Linked DNA regions of Nomascus leucogenys: region 2 is linked to region 1. Evidence: chromatin contacts called from public Hi-C data. All regions are on one chromosome and are shown on one strand. The core of a region is the stretch at or near the end of the contact, and the rest is flanking DNA. Distances in the headings are between cores, read along the strand shown.

Region 1 (7,562 bases), core at 3,141-5,640:
CCGACTATCAGTCACTCTTTAAAGTTGGTGATGTCCCTGGCCCCACACCTGCTGGTTTAGCCATAGTGCCTTTGTGCAATGGACTGTGGTTGCTGAAGGTTAAACTTGGAAGAGACCTGATCTATCTTTACATGGGCTGGAAGCATCTAGACAAAGTTTTACAGTTTACAGAGCTTGTTTAGTACACAGCTCTCTAACAGGCCTTTACAGTAGCTCCTGGAGGAAACTATTACATTCCCGTTTATAGGGAGCAGACTGAGGCCTTGAGGAGGTCCGAGGCATGCCCACCATCACAGCTGGTAAGAGACAGATCTCAGCTCAGGAATGGAGGTCGGTTGTGATAATAATAATGCAGTGAATTCACATTGCTCAGAGCGGTAAATCCCTTCCCCTCCCAGGAGGGGAGAGGGTGAGACCCCGGAGCCGGGGATCTCGATCAGCACCTCCTTTTCCCAGAGCGGTGTGGGCAGCTTGCTCTCAGCTACTTGGGGCCTCTTTCTCGGCATTGGCTGGCTCTGGGTGGCCGGCCTGGGGGTGGGCGTCTGCCCAGCATCTGAGAAGGAGCGAGCCAGGGATTCGGGGCAGGAAGTGTCAGTGCCACATAACAGGGATAGAGACAGGACAGGATCCTGGCCCGGCCTCTGACAAGCACCCTCCAGGGCTGGCTGTTGCCTGGGACTTCCTGTCCCATTGTTGGACCCACCGGTCCTCACAGAAAAGAAGACTGGGAACTGCCGGGCCCAGGGAGCTTCATTCATTTGGAGTGTTTTTGTAACATGGGCAGCAACAATCCCCTTTGTCTGCAGTCTTGCCAGGATTCTCAATGCAGGGAATTCCCAACTCTAAAGGGAATTGATTTTGCTTTCTTAAAGAAGCCTGCTTCCGAGGCGAAGCTGGAGAGCATTCAGACCCTCAGGATGGGGGGAGGACAGGAGCTGGGTGGAATCTGGAGCCAAGCCCGACTGGTTCCTGGCGTGCTCTCACTTGCCTGCCAGGCAGCTCTTGGGATTTCTGTCCTCTTGCAAGACAGCCGCCCTGACAGCTGTCTGTGACTTGCCCCTGCCCACTTTCACTGCTTTAATATTTGTGGATTTGGGGGGAAAGGGCTCTTAAGGGACCTGGGGTGCACCCTCTGAGGCACTGGAGCCCAGCCTTCTGTTCCCGGCCAAGTTCAGGGCCTGATGAGGCTGTGAGAGCAAAAGCTGGAGGTTGGGCAGAGCGGTGCTGTGGGCCCCAAGGCGAGCCTTTCTCCATCACGCCTCCTCCCAGCTTTCCACCCACCAGGGCTCACAGCATTTCATGCCTGCAGTTTGGTATCCTGAAAGACCCCCAGGGTGGTTTGGGGGTTTTTGTTGTTGTTTATAATTGACACATAATAACTGTTTATGTTTATGGGGTACAATATGATGGTGAAATACATGTATACATCCTATAATGATCAAATCAGGGTCCTTAGCATGTCCATCGCCTCAAACCTTCATCAGTGCTTTATGGTGGTAACTTTCAAGATCTTCTTTTCTAGCTGTCTTGAAACATATAATACATTATTATTAACTATAGTCATCATACTGTGTAAGGGAATACCAGGACTTATTTTTCCAGTCTAACTATAACTTGTACCTGTTGACCCACCTCTTTCCCCCAACCCCACTCCAGCCTCCAGTGACCATTCAGAATGGTTGGGGTTTTTTAGAGCCAGACTGATCACCATTGTCTAGCTATGTCGCCTTGGACATGTGACCTACCCTCTCAAAGGCTGTTTCTGCATTTGTAAAATGCAGACTAATAAGTATATCTCCCTTGCAGGGTGGCTGTTTCAGAGGTAACATATGCAACCTCACACCCACCTGGCACAGAGTAGGCCCTCAGCAGGCCCTCAGCACATCTCAGGAAGGTGGCTTTGCTGCTCAGAAGCCAATGCCAGCCTTCCCTGCAGCTGCCCTTGGGATGTGGATGCACAAAGCAGGGTCAGGCCCTGTCCTCTGAGCTTGCACCGTCTCTTCCTCTCTCTCTCTGGCTGGGCTGGAGTATACCACCCCTCCATGACCCCCATCCCATCAACAGCTCAGGTCAAAACACTGCTTGCCAGTCAAGAATTTCACTCTCATATCAGGCTTCAGGAGCCCTCATGCCTCTGCTTCTTCCTAGAAGTTTCTAGAAACTCTTCAGCTGACAGTCTGAATGGGTCATCTTTCTGCCTTATACTGTGAGAGTTGGGGAAGGTGAGTGCTGTGTGATTACAGTTAGCTGAATCCAAACAGGATTACCTATCCCAAGAGCCTAAACAAAAGTCCCCCAACCCTGGCCCGCAGCTCAGCAGATAGGATAAACCTCGGGGTCCTCCCAGGTCTGCTTTCTTGGCAGAGGCTGATGGGTGGTGGCAGGTGCCCTCGGGAGGGAGGGATGTGGCAGCAGGTTGGAGGTCCCCGCCCGTCTGGTTTCCATGTGGTGAAAGAGCTCGTGGTCTCTGGTGAGCCACCACAAACACCGCTCATGGGAGAAGAAAGTGGGTCCCTGGCACATGGCTGCAGTGAGCCCCACGGGTGGGGTGTAGCCAGTAGGCCTGGGAGCTGCTTCCCAGTGAGGTGGAGAGATGCTGGCTTTCACACCTGCCACCCAAGGGTGTGGGAAGCACTGAGACCCAGGCCTGCTGGACCAGCTGCCTGTCCTTGTGCTGGGGCAGCCATGCTGGGGAGTTCTGGCCTGAGAAATGAGGCAGATGTCCTGGCCTTGCAGGGCTAGGAGCCCTCCCTGCCGTGTGGGAAAGCGAGGAGGGGTGGAGGCCCGCGCGCAGTCTCCGCTGGAATCTGTACCATCTCACCCACACGAGATGCTGCCCTGGAACCAGGCCTGGTTCCCAAGGACAGATGGCTGTGTACCCTCCACTGAGGCTCAGACACGGTAACATCTGCAGAACCACAGCCACCTTTTCCTATTCCTGGTGACAGCTCCATCCCTACATCCTAGCTGCCTTCCCAGAAGCCGCCTTGGCCCCGGGCTGCCGTGCTTCCCCTAAGAAGTTGTTGCATTTGGAACGCTCTCCTGTGAAATAGCTGTCTTTTTACTGGGGAATTATTTCCTTTTTTTTCTGAAAAGAACTCTTTGCCAATACCCAAGCCAGCTCAAGCTTCTAGGAATTAAAGACGAAGCAGTTCCCCCTTTCGTTAGAGTGCTCTGGAGCCCTTCATGAACAGTCCTGGAGGCCGGGCGCGGCAGCTCACGCCTGCAACATAGACCTGTCTCTACAAAAAAAACACTTTAAAAATTAGCCAGGCATTGTGGCGGAGGTGGGAGGATCGCTTAAGCCCAGCAAGCAGGTTGAGGCTGCAGTGACCCTTAATCGCACCACTGCACTCCAGCCTGGGCAACAGAGGGAAACTCCCCTGTTTTTTTGTTTTTTTTTTGTTTGTTTTGTTTTTTTGTTTTTGTTTTTTAAAAAAATACATCCTGGAGTAAGAGCAGCCCCTGAAACCATGTTAGCAGTTGGAGGACTTTGCCTCCAGGAGTGAGAAACGTGCCTTGTGTTTATAAATTCAAAAATGGAGTTTCTAACACCGGCTTCTGTGCGGAGATATGGGGAAACATCAGTGAGCAAAAATGCCTCTGCCTTCAGAGAAGATACAGTCCAGAGGAGAGACCGTACAAAACCATACCAACCGAGTCATTGCAAATTGGACGAGGGCTGTGCAGGCACTAAGGTAGGGCTGAGTGCTGGAGGGCAGAGGGAGGCCTGCTTCTGAGGGGGTGACCAGGAGCACCTCCCCCTGCCTGCAGACAGCATGAGCCCGGCAGCAGGCCACCGTGGGCAGTCTCTCTAGCCGAGGACAGTACGATGACCATATGTTCTGGTGTGCCCAGCCCAGTTCTGGTTTACACCCGGTAGTCCCAGTGCTGGTGGTAGCTCCCTTTTTCCCTCTCAGAAGTCATCCAGCTGGGCACGGTGGCTCACGCCTGCCATCCCAGCACTTTGGGATGCCAAGGTAGGCAGTTGGCTTGAGCCCAGGGGTTCAAGACCAGCCTGGGCAACATGGTGAAACCTCGCCTTACAAAGAACACAAAAATTAGCCGAGTCTGGTGGCACACACCTGTAGTCCCAGCTACTTGGGAGGATGAGACAGGAGAATCACACGAGCAGAAGAGGCTGAGGCTACAGTGAGATGTGATTGTGCCACTACACCTCCAGCCTGGGCGACAGAGCAAGACTCTGACTCAAAGGGAAAAAAGTCATCCAGTTTGCATGACAAATTGTGGTTACTGTGCCTAATACACATCATCCCTAAGATGAAGGAGATGGGCCAACACCAGGTGAAGAATCTGAGTGGCTGTGGAATGTGGTCTTCAGAAGCTTAGACTCAGGGACACTGCCCAGGTTCATATCCCAGCTCTGCTCCTTGGCAGGTGCATGACATAGGGCGAGTGACCTCACCTCTCTGGCCCTCAGTTTCCCCATGTATAAAAAGGAAATAATAATAGTACCTACTACATCAGGCGGCTCTAAGAAGCAGATGAGCCACTAGATGTCCAGGGCACTGTGGCAGCTGCTTAGTAAACGCTCCAGAAATGTTAGCTGTTTGCATTTTTCTGTTACTCCTGGAGGCCCTGATTGTCACATGGTGGGCCTCCCATCTCACTGCTAACAAACTCTCAGGCTCCTGTGGAGACCTGAAGGGCGACCCCTGGGGAGAGACAAGGGAAGTCACCCAGAGCTAGTCATGACTTGGTTGGCTCTAAATTTCTGTCCCTACGTGTATCTGGGCAAGCTCCGTCTAGTGCCTCTAATCTGTACCAGATGAGTTTTAATAGGAAAAGTGTATTTCCCCCCCCAGAGAGCCCAATGCCCCACCTCAAGCAGAAGTCACCTGGGCACAAGTGGAGATTCTGCTGTGGGCTCAGCTGTGGTTCAGAGGCAGCCTGGCTGCTGGAGGAGATGAGGCTGGGGGTCCGAAGAGGGAACCATGCCCACTCTGCCTCCAAGCCACGCCAAACCATTCTGGTTTACCCAGCAGTTCTAGAAAAATAATGAGTACAAGATGTGAGCTGGACTAGAACTGTTTCTTTTGTGCAGAGTGAATCTGACTTAGCGGGACGATGTTGGTTTTTTATCCTACATGGAGATTGTGGCTTGGTATTAGGCCATGGTGGCTGTGTGGAAATCTCAGGGAAGCTATGGTGAGGGCCTCATTGCTGGCCCTGCAGAGCCAGCCCTGACCTTCCCAAAGAAGACTGTTTGTGGAGCCGTCACTTGCTTAGGAAAAGCTTGGCATCTTTGCAAGTTCCCGACAGTGCCACTTGGCACCCCCAGCCCCAGCCCAGACAAGACAGGGAGGGGCGTGGGAGCAGTGTGTTTCACGGCACGATCCACGAGAAAGGGTGAGTCTAGGGGAATGTGACCCCATTCAACCCCAGTGCTTGGCTCTGACTCCCACTGAAGGTGGGGCAAAGTTAGTGGAAGAATTTAGGGCTGCAGGTGGGAACCACGGGGGCCACCCTCTCCCTTGATCGTCATCTCTTGCCTGTCCTTTCCTGGACTCCCAGGGTGCTTGCAGGTGGGGCAGGCCACGGGTGATGGAGAGCTCTCTTGGAAGCAAGCCTGTGGCACAGTGTACCTCCCAGCCCTGGGAGCCGGGCCTGCACCCCAGAACGTTGTGTGCTCATACCCACCCTGTCTTCCCAGAGCTAAGCTTGGGCCTGGTCTCGAGGCCCTTCTTAGCTTGTGGGTGTGTGCAGGGTCTGCCTGAGTCTTTGTATCCAGCTCCTCCTGGGTGGATGGAGAAGGGCACAAACCTGCTGGCCTCATATGCTCAGCCTGCCAGGATGGGAACAGAGACCTGGGGCCTGTGCTTGGGCCCCGGGTCATGTGGCCTCTAGTTACAGGCCTGTGCCCCATCTGCCAACCTGACTTACTCTGAGGCCCCTGCCTACCCCAGGGAAGAACAGAGCGTGCTTTGAGCTGGAAACTGGAGGGGTTTCCTGTTCCATGTTGTTAAGATACCGCGTATAGGACTGTAATCCCAATAAATCACATGCTTGCTGAATGCAACAAGATTGTTGTTGTTGTTGTTGTTGTTTTTCTTTTTTTTTTTTTTTTTTTTTTTTTTTTGAGACGGAGTCTTGCTCTGTGCCCCAGGCTGGAGTGCAGTGGCGCGATCTCGGCTCACTGCAAGCTCCACCTCCCGGGTTCACGCCATTCTCCTGCCTCAGCCTCCCCAGTAGCTGGGACTACAGGCGCCCGCCAACACACCCGGCTAATTTTTTGTATTTTTAGTAGAGACAGGGTTTCACTGTGTTAGCCAGGATGGTCTCGATCTCCTGACCTCGTGATCCGCCCGCCTCGGCCTCCCAAAGTGCTGGGATTACAGGCTTGAGCCACCGCGCCCGGCCTGTTGTTGTTTTTCCAGGCTACAGGGATCTCTTAAAACCAAGGCCTTGGCTGGGCGCGGTGGCTCACGCCCATAATCCCAGCACTTTGGGAGGCCGAGGCGGGCGAATCAGGAGGTCAAGAGATTGAGACAATCTTGGCCAACATGGTGAAACCCTGTCTCTACTAAAAACACAAAAATTTGCTGGGCATGGTGGTGTGTGCCTATAGTCCCAGCTACTCAGGAGGCTGAGGCAGGAGGATCACTTGCATCCTGGAGGCGGAGGTTGCAGTGGGCCGAGATCGTGCCACCTCACTCCGGCCTGGGTGACAGAGCAAGACTCCGTCTTAAAACAAAACAAAATAAAACAAAACAAACCAAGGCCTTAAGAAGCTTATTCTCTTTCATTTTTTAAAGGGGGAAAAATAGCTTTCTCAGTCCTGGTTCCATTGAGGAGCCTTAGGAGACCCTTGGATTGAACAATCAGGCTCACCTGTATGATTAACTTAATGGTAGATGAGAGAGACTCTTATGGCACCTGGGTCTAGCATCTCTATTGCAGCTGAATTGGCCGTGTAACCTTGAGCAAGGCGCTTAGCCTCTCTGGGTTTCCTTTTCCTCCTCTAGCAATGAGAGGAGGTGGTCAGGGAATTCCCATGCTTCTCGTATAAAAAGACCCATTTCCACTGGCCTACTTCGTGTGCTCCCCTTTATGTATACAAAGACAAATGCTACCAGAAAGCCACTGACCTTTTTAAGTGGCTTTGTCCATCTCTGGGATTTGTCTGCATGTATGTATGTGACGGTATTTAGGTTAGGCCTTTGGGCTGTTTGCAGCATTTGAGGACAGATCAGGGGTTGCTGATCCCTTGAAGTAATTCTCTGCTCACCCACCCTCGCCACCACACACGTTCATGACCCAAGGCCTCTGGGTCTGTGTTCCTTGCTGTTGCCCCTTCCGTTGTGTGAGTTTTTTCACTGCCAAGGCCAAGAGGCTGCACTGCCAGAAACAGCTTCCAGCTCACACTCGACATAGTGGTTGCATTTGTTTTCTCTGTTTTATGAGCTGGGATGGAGTGGGTGGTGGGCAGCCTGCTGGCAGACTTTTGCAGGCTTTACATGTTTATACTTGCTGTGGGGGGAGGGCAAAAAGTTGGCTGGACTTTCAGAAAGCTGGAGCTGAGGCATTTAATAGAACCAGAT
Region 2 (7,562 bases), core at 2,401-4,900, 180 kb before region 1:
AGATGTCAGTAATCCTTTTCCCTTAACACACAGTCTTAAGCACATGCCAGTTCCTTGAGAGTTTAAAAAGAAACCTAGCCGTTCATTACATTGCCCCATTCATCCTGTTAGTTTCATTCATTCACTTATTCAATATTTATTGAGCTCCTACTTTATGCTCATACTGACCTAGGCAATGGGATACAAAAGTGAACTAAATGGAGAAGATCTCTTCCCTCGTGGAGCTTATATTCTTGTAGGTCAGAAAGACAACCAACAAACAAGCAGGTAATGCTCTCTGCTCTATAAACTTAGTTTTCTCCAATTAATTTCAAATCTATTTCTGTAAGCCTGAACATGTTAATTCTCTGCTTAAAGACATTCCCTCCTGACCAGGAGAGTTGATTAAAATCACCTGTGGGAGTTAAAGATCTACATCTGCCAAATGCACCAAAGGTGATCCACAAACTAAATTAAAATTTGGCCACTCTCCAAAGTCAAGGCCATAATCTACCTTTCTCATGAGGCAGTTCTGTCTGTAAATAGTTGGGATTATAACACCCTCACTTTCAAGATAAATTCCAAGGTATTTTATCTCCTAATTTCCAGATTGTTTTTGATTGTGTAAGCACATAGAAGACCTCACACCAGGTAAAGTTTCTAAAGTTTACTTCAAGCTACCACTCTTATATGATTTTTGCATGGGTAATCCCAGATCTGCTTCTTAATTGTCAACTCCACTTGGAATTGTTCCAATGTTTGCCAGTGTTCTATTATGTTCTTTTCCACTTGTCCAGCTTAATGACAGCTGTTTTTCTTCAAAAACAATGTTTCTTCAAAAAATAATGTTTGGGTAAGGCCCGAGTTGGGATGACATTTTCTGTTAATATAATTTGCATTCTTAAAATCAAACACATTACCAGCAGATTGGCTTAATTGAACACATGCACTTATATATAAGAAACCATGTCCTTTCTTTCCTTGACCCAAAGTTTTGTATTTCACCACACTGGCCAACTCCCAAAAGTTTAACTGAAATCAAAGAATTGGTTCATTCTAAGATGGCTGGATATATATATATATATATTCATCGCTATCTATCTTCCTCCTATTCTTTTTCCCATACCACACAAAACACAAACACAGACACATTCTGGGTTTACTTGGTACTGCCAGTCCTCAGGTTGACTAGAAGACTGAGGAAAATTTGAAAGATAAGAGATCTATCTACAGTCTTTCCTAACTTCCTAGTCCCTTTACCAGATTTTTCCATGAGGATTTTTCTTCCTTTTTCCCTTGAGGAAGCCAATTCTTGAGGGCTACAAAACACTTATTTCGGCATGTGTCTCTAAAAAATAAGAACATTTGATAAACATAATCACACTACCATTACCACATCAAAAAAAAAAAACAGTTATTTTTCAAGAGCAAACATCGAGGCAGTGTTCCTAATGGTTTCATAATGTCAAATGTTTATTGACTTTTTAAAACAAATTCAAAATACACATAAGTTCCACACCTTATAATTGGTTATTCTTTCAAGTCTCTTTAAATGTGTAGGTCTTCTCTTCATCTCTTTCTTTCCTTGAAACTTTCTTTCCTTCATCTTTCCTTTCATCTCTTTCTTTCCTTGAAAGTTTCCTTCAAGTTTCCTTGAAACTTTCTTTCCTTCATCTCTTTCTTTCCTTGAAACTCAGTTGTTTGTTCAGAAGCATTTCCCATGGCTGAATTTTGCAGAATATATCTTCATGGTGCAGGTCAACATTCACAGGATTCTAAGATTCAGTTGGAGGCATGTTTGATTATCTACACTTTAAGTCATCAAGTAATTTGAATATATTAATATAAATCCCATAGGCTCTTTTTCCCACTCCAGATGATTCCTCAAATAACCTTTCATTCAGTAAGTTCCCCGTTGTACATTTCCAGTTGAGTACTTTTCTTTAGGTTTGATGGCTGCGCACAACGAAGAAGAAGGGGGGCGGGGAAACCTTTCTGAAATTCATTTCCTTTAAATATATCCATTAGAGGGCGACATTGCCTTTAATATTGTATTTCCCCAATAAAGTTTTAGATTGCATAAAATTTACTTTTGTATTTTTGACAAATACAGTTGGACAATTTGACAAATGAGTTGGACCTCATTGCCTATTTTAACTTCTAATCTCACGTCTGTAAAGTGTGACTGCGTTGTCCTTTGTTAATTTGATCTCTGCTGACTTGCGTCTTTGATATTACAGTACTTCCATCTTTGACTCTGTTCCCTATTCTAACCATCGGGCGGCGATGTTGCATAAATAAAGACCCGCGGAAAGGCGAAATTAAGCAAAACTGCCAAATAAAAAGCAGTTTCACCGGGGGTAAAGGCCATTAATTTAAGAAGGAAAGAGACAAACCAGACATTTCTAGTTCATGTCCAACTCACGGCCCAAGGTCAGAACTGTGTAAAATGCAACACAAAGGAGCCATTCAGGAGTGGGGGAGGCTGACTTGGGGAGAGCGAATGCACAATCTCCGCCTTGAGTCTGCGGTTCCACTGGAGGGGGCACAGGTCCGTTCGCGCACGTGCGTGTGAGTAGCCACAGGGCAGCGGCGGGACGTGCCTGGACCGGGCATGGGACTGCTGAACCAACAGCGCTCTGGCGGACGGCTTGGGACACCCGCCCCGAGGCAGGTTGGGACTGGCGCTGCCTGGAGGTCAGCCACTCGTTGTACCCCAGAGGAACTGGGTCCCGCGGGGGCATACGGCTCGCCCACCCGCACACCTTAGGAGGCGAACACCTGCATCCAGCTAGGTGTTCCGAGCGCAGGCCAGGGCTAGGGACTGCTCTGCCACCTTCTTCTCATTCTTCCTGTAAGAATACTGTCTACCTCGGACAAAAAGGATCCACCTGACAGCAAGTGGTATCGTCACACAGCGGTAACAGGGAAGTCACGGATCCTCTTGAGAATCTGACAAAAGTTGGTGCCCTCTCCCCATAGTGGTACTGAGAAAACTGCAGGTGAAACTACAAATGGGCGGAGGCACTCACAGGCTTCCTGGGGCCCGTCCATTGATCAGATACCAGGTTAAAAAATTCTGTCCTGATTGGAGCCTAGACGGCAGCGCAAAGAAACCAGACGGACTTAGAAAGAGAGGCAGGGACGTCCCTCCTCCCTCCAAACACAGCCAGCGTTTCATCTCGGATTGCGGGAGGGGCCTGGCGGAAGGTGGAGGAGAGGTGGAGCGCCTGGATGGGGCCCTCCCCATTCTCCTGGCCCCCACCCCGGGACGCCTGGCTGCGGAGGGCTCGAAAGCGAGCAGCGAAAGCCCAAAGCCTGGGTGGCGGGAAGGGGGCAGCGCCCTGTAGCTTTTCCTTTGCATTTTTCTTTAAATCTTGAGCTCCAGAGCTATCGTTTCGACCGCTGCTTTCCGGTCTCCACCTCCACCTCCCGGTTGGCTGGCTCGCCCTTCCCCCACTCCCCATCCCCACCCCCATCCCAGCCGCGTGCCCGACCCTCGGCCCCCAGCCCCGCCTCCTCCGCCGCGGGGTTTCACCCGCGGCAGAGTGAAATCTGCATAGTGACCGCCCCCTCGGAGATCATTGGTGCAGCCCCGCCCATCGCGGCCGGTGATTGGTGAGCCGCCCGGGGTTATTTGCATGTCGGACGCAGCCGGGTACCCAGCTGTGCCGCCGGCCGGCGCAGCGCAGAAGTTTGCAGAGCGTTTTCTCGCCGGCTGGTCCCGGACTCGCGCTGCGCCTTGCGCCCTGCGCCGCCGCCTCCTTCTTCTGCCGCCGCCGCCCTGTTCTCCCGGGATTCCTTCTCTGTGGAGGACTGACGCTCAGCTTGTGGGAATTAGAGGTGGACAAGGGGGAGTGCCAAGGGGGAGCGACGGGGGTCTTTCCAGTGACAGCTTCGAGTCGGGACGCCGGGAGCGTGGGGCTCCTGCTGGCCACGGATCTCGCCCACCTTCCCGCGGCCTCCGGGCGGGCAATGCGGCCGCCGAGCCCCGCGACGCAGAGAGGAAGGAGGGTGGCCCGGAGAGCCTAGAGCTTGTTTCTGCCCACTTGGGGAAGAGGGCATGGAGTTGTGAGCGCCCCTCTCTCGGCTACGCCGCCCTCGGCAGGCTCCCCATGGCCGGGACGTACAGCTCGACTCTGAAGACGCTGGAGGACTTGACCTTGGACTCCGGGTATGGGGCCGGAGACTCGTGCCGCTCGCTCAGCCTCTCGTCCTCCAAGTCCAACTCGCAGGCGCTCAACTCTTCGGCGCAGCAGCACCGCGGGGCGGCCTGGTGGTGCTACTCCGGCTCCATGAACAGCCGCCACAACAGCTGGGACACAGTGAACACGGTGCTGCCCGAGGACCCCGAAGTGGCCGACCTCTTCTCGCGCTGTCCGCGGCTCCCCGAGCTGGAGGAGTTCCCCTGGACCGAGGGAGACGTGGCCCGGGTGCTCCGCAAAGGCGCTGGCGGCCGGCGGCTGCCCCAGTTCTCCGCCGAGGCGGTGAGGCGCCTGGCCGGGCTGCTCCGCAGGGCACTGATCCGCGTGGCCCGCGAGGCGCAGCGCCTGAGCGTGCTGCACGCCAAGTGCACCCGCTTTGAGGTGCAGAGCGCCGTGCGCCTGGTGCACAGCTGGGCGCTGGCCGAGAGCTGCGCGCTGGCAGCCGTCAAGGCGCTGTCCCTGTACAGCATGAGCGCTGGTGACGGGCTGCGCCGGGGCAAGTCCGCGCGCTGCGGCCTCACCTTCTCAGTGGGCCGCTTTTTCCGCTGGATGGTGGACACCCGAATCTCCGTGCGCATCCACGAGTACGCAGCCATCTCGCTCACCGCCTGCATGGAGAACCTGGTGGAGGAGATTCGGGCCAGGGTGATGGCCAGCCAGAGCCCTGATGGCGGAGGGGCCGGAGGCGGGGAGGTGTCTGCTGAGGCCCTGGAGATGGTCATCAACAACGACGCCGAGCTCTGGGGCGTCTTGCAGCCCTATGAGCATCTCATCTGCGGCAAGAACGCCAATGGTAAGCGCGCGGGCCTCGGACTGGCAGACTGGGTAGGCAAGAAATCCCGCCCTGGGCTACTGGGGGAGTGAATTTCCTGAGACAAAGCTGGTGGCTGTGCCAGTTCTTTGGGAGAAAACGTTTGGTCTGAGGATAGGGTTCATTACCTGGCACTTGCCAGAGATTGTTCTAAGGGTAACTGACTTTTGGAGGGTAAACTCGTGAATGATCTCCATCCTGTTCTGCGTGGCATTGTTACTATCTGCGGGCTGTTCATTGATTGGGTGAGATTGAATCTCTTGACCAAGCCATTCCTGAACCTCTATTGAAGTGAAACTTACTGCCCCGTGGCTCTTTGCCGTGCTTGACTAGGTCTCTAGTTGCTGTCTTTCCCCAACAGCTGGGCAGATTGACTGATTCTGCCCCCTAGTTTTCCCCAGCTCAATAGCAGCAACCAAAGGATCCCAACTTAAAGACCTGAACCTTGGATAAGTGAGATGGGCGGAGGGGAGTGGGAAGCCCAAGATCTGGTGCTGCGCCTTGTGCTTTGCTGGGCTGAAGGATGCTGTCAGGCGCTCTCTTGGGGGATGGAGGGGTAGTGGTTCGCTCTTAACCATATGTGCCCAGGAATGATGAAACCTGGGGACCCCGACTCCCCTTCCCAGAAAAGTAACTACAGATTGTCTCCTGAGACCTGATTTTTCCAAGCTGTCACCAACCAAGTGAGCCATTGGTTAAAACCTTGCATTGTATCAAATGTTCTTTCCTGAAAAGAGTGGTGGCCCATCAAGGGGAAGAGATGGAGGGATAGGTAACCGCATGGGGTCAAGTCTGGGAAAGGAACCATTGGGTGGTTGCACTTCTCTGAAGATAGCATGGATTTGGTGCAAAGGATGGAAGCAAAGCACATGACCTTTTCCCTGACAATGTTAGGGGGTGTGACATTGCATTCAACTGCAAACTACCTACAAGACTTCAGTTTGAGGAGTCAGCACCATGAACTGTTCAGAATGGTATTATGGTTAAACAGCCTTACAATCTGATTGGAAGGCCATTTGTGGGGGCAGCTTTCAGTGGCAAATAAGCAGGCAGCGGAAGAGGTCAGATGGAGACTGGAAAGGGATAAAAGAAGTCAAAACATGGTTTAACATAATCATAATAGCTGAAATGTAAAATAACACTTAATGTGTCATCATTATTCTCAGCACTTTATATTTAACTCAAGTACTTAAGCCTATTAGGTAGGTACTTACTGTATAGCATTATGCCCATTTTACGGATAACGAAACCAAGGTACCCAGCAGTTAAATAATCTGCCCAACATTACATAGATGTTAAAGGGCAAAACTGGAATTTGAATCCAGTTTGAATCCAGGTAGGCCCCTTTAAGGTTTTGGACGCTGGTGGAGAAGAAACAGCTTTGTTTTTCTGGTTTGTTGTTGTTGTTGTTTGTTTTTCTTACTGGACTATAGCTCTCAGATCTTATGCTTTGTTTTTGATTAGTCCAGTTTTCGAGGAGAACAGTTGACATGTTAGGCCCATTTTGAAGACACTCTGTACCAAACGTGGCTTACTTTGACATTATTGGTTTTGTTTTTAAATTCTGGCACTGCCAAAGGAGATGCTGGGAATTGAAGAGCATCTGCTGCTTAATTTTCTTCCTCTTAGGTCAGAGCCAAGGTCAGTCCTGAATCTCAGTTGATGATGTCACAGCTGCTTGTTGTGCCTCACCCTCCAGGTTTGTGGCGTCAAAACTGGGGACAGCAGCTCCAGGGCAGAAAGTGGAGGGCCAGGGGCTTTCCATCCAGTGGTCATAATTGAGGGAAAGAGTTCTGTACTTTTGGCTGAGGGGAGGCCCAAACTGAACTCAAAGAAGGAAAGGCAGGCTCCTAGGAGAAAAGACTGAAGATCTAACCCTATAAGCCAAACAAGAATAAGGGTGGAACCGTAGATATAAAACAAAACAAAAACAAATTTTTCATGCAGAACAGGTGCCCAGCACATTGAGAAGCTTCTCCCAGCTTTTCTAACTGCAAATTGAAGTAAGGAAGACCAACTCCCTACCCAGGACACCCTGAAGATGCGAAGTGGCCAGAAGCTGCTAGAAAACAGATATCTTCTGCTAAAGGGCTTCCAACCAAAGAACTATTTCTTATCTAGGGTCAGCATTCCTTGGGATTTCCTTTATAAGTTGGTCTTTTGGCACCACCAACCCCCGCCCCCAGCCCCACCACCATCTTTTGTTTTTTTAAATAGAGACAGGGTTTTGCTATGTTGCCCAGGCTGGTTTCAAACTCCTGGGCTCAAGCAGTCCTCCTGCCTCAGCCTCTCAAAATGTTGGGATTACAGGCAATAGGCATGAGCCACCACACCCAGCCACAACCCCATGTTTTAGCCTCCTCCTTGCCCCCTCCCCTTTCCAAACAATCCTCCTTAATTCTTGGTAGTCAAGAGAGCAGGATTCTCTGTGGCAGACAACAAAGCTCCCTGGATGCTCAGAGCCAAAGTGTCTCCCTCTGTACATTCTCGGGTCTCCAGGGAACTCTCTTGCAGGCGAGGTGACCATTCACTTCCACTTAGCAACTGGATGCTCATTTTTTATAAAT

The links. Hi-C and Micro-C count contacts between places; a contact is called where the count stands out from the background.
Region 2: a Hi-C map of a lymphoblastoid cell line shows a contact between it and region 1, with 7 times the contacts expected there. The contact joins the promoter of ABTB2 here to the enhancer-like site in region 1. A contact is called at or near these places in 3 of 4 Hi-C or Micro-C datasets (a lymphoblastoid cell line and an unstated tissue).

Annotation. Positions count from the first base shown.
Region 1 is chr15:94,479,524-94,487,085 of Asia_NLE_v1, reverse strand. All of the region lies in intron 3 of ABTB2 (ankyrin repeat and BTB/POZ domain-containing protein 2), which reads left to right. Among named protein-coding and RNA genes, the nearest start is that of NAT10, 78 kb to the right of the region's middle. Within about 2 kb of position 4,390, the one cell type or tissue checked has an H3K27ac peak away from gene starts, as active enhancers do. A contact at or near this core is called in a lymphoblastoid cell line, where this site is marked.
Region 2 is chr15:94,654,593-94,662,154 of Asia_NLE_v1, reverse strand. ABTB2 (ankyrin repeat and BTB/POZ domain-containing protein 2) reads left to right here and starts at 3,650. Exons shown (of 17, transcript XM_030829303.1): 1 at 3,650-4,977. The coding sequence starts at 4,095.